Regions from separate parts of the Ovis aries genome. Here region 2 is linked to region 1. The links are chromatin contacts, called in public Hi-C maps. All regions are on one chromosome and are shown on one strand. Each heading gives the region's core, a stretch centred on a gene start, on an enhancer-like site or on the middle of the called end of the contact. The rest is flanking DNA. Distances are from core to core; before and after follow the strand shown. Region 1 holds the start of CDAN1 (codanin 1). Region 2 holds the start of TTBK2 (tau tubulin kinase 2).

Region 1 (2,655 bases), core at 70-2,569:
TAAAATATTCATTCCGCATGCAAACTCTAGTTCTATTTGTGTGATGGTTTGGATTTCAGAAGTGGGAAATATTTTTCTAATTTAATGGTTATTGAATGCACCGGAGGTCACAAGATCAACAGGGAGCAGAAAGTGTTCTATAAATGCAGTGCCACATCCAGAAGTGACCTAGAAAAAGCAGCGCTGGAAGAGAAACTAGGTATTCATTTTCCTCTGCAGACAACAACCACGGTTCACAGATGTGAGGAGAGGGTTGATGTGAGGAGAGGGTTCCCCATGTAATAAAATTGAAAGTGTTAAAAGCTCTGTTTCAACCCATCATTGTATCGCTGGTTGGAGGTATTTTTCCCTTCTCTGCAGGAAACGTCCCTGTATCACTGGAGTGATTTCTGCTTTGCAGCATCCCCTCTTTTTCCTTGTCCTTTGAACCAAGGGACCTCTCAGGAGGCTTTCACGCGGGCACTGCTTCACCCTTCCTGATTTGGTTTGGCCTGGAATGTTAGTGCTGTTTGTTTTTCTCAGCCCGGTGTCCCTTTCTTGAGTTCCCAGTGAGCAGCAACATCCAAAGAGGTGATTCTCGTATTTTTTGAAATAAGAAAAATTAAGAAATAAGCTACCAGAAACTAATCATGTGTATGCCTATTAACTGCAAAGTAGCTGAACTATTAACCTTGTGTAACGTATAAGGGGTAATAAAGACGGCGATTCTGTGTGCAGGGTGGCCTGGGGCACTTTTAAGGGTTGTGGGCGGAGGATCCTAAAAAGCCCCTCCGTCTTAAAGTCTTAATGATCGATCTTGCTGGAAAACGAGTGGGCAGGGGATTGAAAACTCGGCTTTTGAGAAAGGCAAGGTCAAAATGAAGTTTAGCAAACTTTATCGTAACTTCTTTAGGGTAGTGACGATTGAATCTAGAAAACTTGAAAGAAAAGAATGTGCTTATCGTAGAAGACGTAGGCATCTTCTCCGAAGAATAGTTCACCTTTACGGTCCGGCCGCTCTCCCGGACCCTTGGTCTTCCCCGCCGCGTCCCCGAGTCCCGGCAGGTCACCCTCGGGCCAGGGCAGCCGGGGCCTCGCTTCACCGACAACAGTACACTGCTCTTGGCGGGCCACCGGGCCTCTTGTCAGGAACCACGGACCCAGCCAAGGCCTTGAGCCAAGGCCCAAGTCGAGCCTCAGTGCGGGGAAGCCCCGCCGGCGGCGGCGGCGGCCCCGGCCCCGCCCCTGGCCCTGCCCCCTCCGCCCCGCGGCCCAACGGTCGCCCGGCGGCGCCGGCCCCGCCCTTCCCAGGGCGCCCGTGGCGCGCCGGCGCCTGCGCAGTCGCCTCAGAGCGCCCTGACCGGGATGGCGGCCGTTTTGGAGTCGCTGCTGCGAGAGGAGCTGTCGGTCGCAGTCGCTGTGCGGTGGATCGCGCGCAGCGCCCAGAGTTCGGAGGTAACAGCGCCGACACGCCCCCAGCCTGGCCTGAAGCTGCTTCCCGCGGGAGATACCGCTCCTCCCGTCCCATTCCTCTAGAGTGCCTGGCTGTCAGCCGGGGCCGAGTGCGCTCCAACTAGGGGCCGCTGCCCCGGCCGCCCGCCACCCTCAGCACGCCCTGCGGCCCCGGCTGCTCGCGGCCCCGGGCTGGCAGCTGACTGACTCTCTCTCCCCTCGCCGCTTCTCCCTCAGGATGACCCCAGGGAGGCGGCCGCGCTGAGCTCACTTCGGCCACTGCGGAAGGAATTCGTGCCATTCCTGCTGAACTTCCTGAGGGAACAGAGCAGCCGCGTCCTCCCGCAGGGCCCCCCAACCCCCGCCAAGGCCCCGGGCTCCTCGACAGGCTTGCCAGGGAGATCCGGGGGCCCGCCGCGGGGCGGCCGCGGAGCGCGCAACCAGCTCTTCCCTCCGATCGAGGCTTCGAGCGCCACCGCTGCTGACGCCCCTTCGGCCCGCCGTGGGGGCAGGAGGCGGGGCCCGGGGCCGGCCCGCGAGCGAGGCCGCGGCCCCGGGGGCCTGGAGGAGGGGGTCAGCGGGGAGTGCCTGCCCTGGGCCGGGGGCCGGAGGCCCAGGAGCTCTGGCAGCCCCAGCAGCCCCAGCCTCGCGCGCTCTGATCCGCCAAACCTCAGCAACCTGGAGGAGTTCCCTCCCGTGGGCTCCGTTCCCCCCGGCTCTGCAGGGTGAGAATTAGCCCTCATCTAAAATATGGCTCTGCTAGGGGAGTTAAAAAATTAAGGCTGGGTGCTCTGTAGTAGAGCGTGGTAATAACAAGAAAGTAGGGGGTGAAATATCTACGTGGTGAGGGGCATTTTGCAAGGGGTGCTAGATGTTTTGGTGGAGGGGGAGATGCTTGAAGATGGGAATTAGGAAAACCTATGGCTGCTTTTCAACAGGACCAAGCCTTCCCGCAGGATCAACCCAACTCCAGTGAGCGAAGAGCGATCACTTTCCAAGCCCAAGACTTGCTTCACCTCACCCCCAATCAGCTGTGTTCCCAGTTCCCAACCCTCAGTCCTAGACACTAGCCCTTGGGGCCATGGGATTCCCTCAGGGTGCAGAAGTCTGCAAGAGGAGCGGGAGATGCTCAGGAAGGAGCGGTATGGCTTTGCTGCTCCTGGGGATGTCAGCTTCCTTTGGGGGGTGGGATTTGCAGGGCTTTTCCCTGTGATTAATTTGTCT
Region 2 (2,655 bases), core at 104-2,603, 130 kb before region 1:
TGTCCTGCTTTTTATCCAAGGATCTAGACATGACAGAAGTGCCTGCTGTTTTTCAAAGAATGTCAAGAGGCTGTGGCATTTCCTGAACAAGAAACAGATTCAATAATAGTTATGAGACTGAATATAGGATTCATATTTAATCATTATATATTCTTAATCAACTTTAATCATAAGGTCACGAGGAAATAAAAAGATTTAGAGTAAAATGAAGCTAAGAATTCATCACAATCTTTTCAATCCATGGGATTTCAGGCTCCTGGGAATCACTGTGATTATTACAGCACCGGACACGGGAGTTTACCAGACTGGAGTTTGGTTCTTCCACTAATTAGTTTTGTAGCTCTAGGAAAGCTGTTAACCTCTTTGAGCTTTTTCTTCGGTAAGTTGGTGGGTAAGGATGGCAGAGGGGTTTTATCATAAGGTTTCCTCTTTACCAAAGAGCTTGATACACCAAAGACAAATTAACCCACACAGCCTCGTTGCTCCGCCCTTCTCGCTTTTCTTTTAAAGTCTTAGTGGGACTCCCGCAGTGTCGCCCAGAAGCCCATACTGGACACCTCACGGGGGCTGCTCATTGAACCCTTCACTGGGGGTGTTTCCCAAAAAGGGAGCGAAATCTTGTTCTTGAAAACCGTAAGGATACGCCGGGCTCCAGGCTGACTCCTTTCTGGCGGTCTTGGTCTCCTTTCTTCCTTACACTTTCAGGCCTGTTCCCAGTACACACCGGTGAATAGCTTCATGTTAGGCTGTTCTGGGGATAGAGCCAGTTTGCCAGATCCTGGCAGCGAGGGTTCTGAGGAGGTGGCAAGGCAGGGCCTCAAGATTTGGGGCCCTTCACGACCGAACACCTCGGTGTGTGTAAATTCGTATCGTGACAAAGCATTTCCGATCTTCCTCCGAAAAGACCAATCCTGGCGTCATAACTGTGTCTCTATAACCAAGATAACTGCTGAGTTAGGACGACACCACTATGCGCCAAACACCAGTCTCAGAAGCCCTACTTCGCTGCTCGGGACGAGAGGGCAGTTGCGGCTGCGGCTGGAACTACAAGGACCAGAATTCCCGCGCGCACGCGCGCTGCCATTGTGATGCTCCTTTCCCGGTAACTCGCCCTCTCAGGCAAACCTGAAGATAGCGGCAATTCTCCGGTGGGGGGCGGAGACGCTCTTTGCCTGACTCTCCGCCCCTTTCGTGATAGGCAATGGGACCAGCCAACCGACTTGGCGGGCTTGGGACGCGCTCTCCAATCAGCACCTGTGGCGGAGAGGTGGGCGTGCGCACTGGCAGGGCAGGTGGGCTAGGCTGTGCTGGGTTGCGAAGGGGGAGAATAACGTCGGGTCGGGTCAGCGGGCGCTGCAGTAGTCGCCGCAGCGGCGATGGGAGCGGTGGGGACCAGGCGGCGGCGGCGGGGGCAGGAGGAGGAGCAGAGGCTGGCACAAGCACAGCGGCTGGGGGCGTCCAGCAGCCGCAGTAACAGCAGCAGCCGCCGCCGCCGCCAGTAAACGCGGACGGTACCCGAGGGGACTACCCAGCCGGCCGGCCCTCGAAGCCGCGCTCCGGTCCCGCCGCACTTGGCGGTGGGGGATGGGCAGGCGGCGGCCGTCCCGTCTGCTGAGGGTTGACCGCTGCCGGTCCCGGCCCTGAGCTGGACCCGAGCCCTCCTTCCGAAATCCCTGAGACCGCCACGGCCCAGGTAGGACACACCCCCCGCGACCCCCGCAGGACGCCGCTGGGGGAGCCCCGCCCCCCGCCCTCTCTCGGTCCTGACCCCTTCCTCCGGCCGCGCCCCTCGCCCAGTGACGGACCCTGGTGTAGAGGGGAGGGGTACCGGAGACTCCTCGGTCGCTACCCACGCCCTGGGCTTGCGCCAGACTCAATCACTCCAACTCGGAGACCGTCTGCTTCTCCCCGGTTTCCCCGGAGGGTTGTGCCCCGTATCCCCAGAGGCTTTTGGTGTCTTCACTGAACTTGGGAGGGTCACAAAGCTTCGTTCTGTCTCTCTCTCTGTGGGTGACCCACATACCACTTGTATTCATGCTGCTTCGGGTACCAGGACTGAACACAGAGGATTCTCAGGATATACTAAACACTTCTTTCCCACCTCGCTTTCCCAGATCTAATAGAAGAGGGCACGGGACTATAGAATCTGTTTGTTGTGTAGTAACGACCGTGGAAACCGTGACTTTCTGATACTTAGGGTGCGAGGTAGACCTGAGGGATTTGCTCCTCATTTCCTTTGACTAAGATGGTGTTGACACCCTGGAATGTTGCGGGAGGGACAAAAGACTCTACACATACTTACTATCAAATCAGAAGTAAATAATCCAGTGGGATGCCAGGATACTTTATCCACAGTGAACTTAATTTTATTTCAGTCGTGGTCGCCTTAGAGGTATAAATGACATTGAGTTGTACTTTGCTTTGAATTAAAGTTGATAGGTGGCAGCAATCCGGTATTACTCTTCTCATCCTGCACTTTGGAAATTGTTCTTTTTTTGAACATTAAAGAGGGCAATTTTATAATAACCCATGTATTATGTAAAGATGCTTTGGTATTAAATAAAAATTGAGTTTTTAACACATATGTGAGGATCATGATATTATGAATGTGCACCTGCACACACACGGAGGATCCACTCAGTGTATTTTGTTACA

The links. A called contact is a pair of places that touch in the nucleus more often than the background predicts.
Region 2: a contact with region 1 is called in a Hi-C map of hypothalamus, with 4 times the contacts expected there. The contact joins the promoter of TTBK2 here to the promoter of CDAN1 in region 1. A contact is called at or near these places in 6 of 16 Hi-C or Micro-C datasets (hypothalamus, liver, muscle and 2 more).

The regions. Positions count from the first base shown.
Region 1 is chr7:36,256,431-36,259,085 of ARS-UI_Ramb_v3.0, reverse strand. It overlaps CDAN1 (codanin 1), which reads left to right and starts at 1,319. Exons shown (of 30, transcript XR_006060526.2): 1 at 1,319-1,434; 2 at 1,669-2,156; 3 at 2,370-2,573. It overlaps TTBK2 (tau tubulin kinase 2), which reads left to right. Exons shown (of 16, transcript XM_042253050.1): 16 at 1-24.
Region 2 is chr7:36,388,953-36,391,607 of ARS-UI_Ramb_v3.0, reverse strand. It overlaps TTBK2 (tau tubulin kinase 2), which reads left to right and starts at 1,353. Exons shown (of 16, transcript XM_042253050.1): 1 at 1,353-1,693.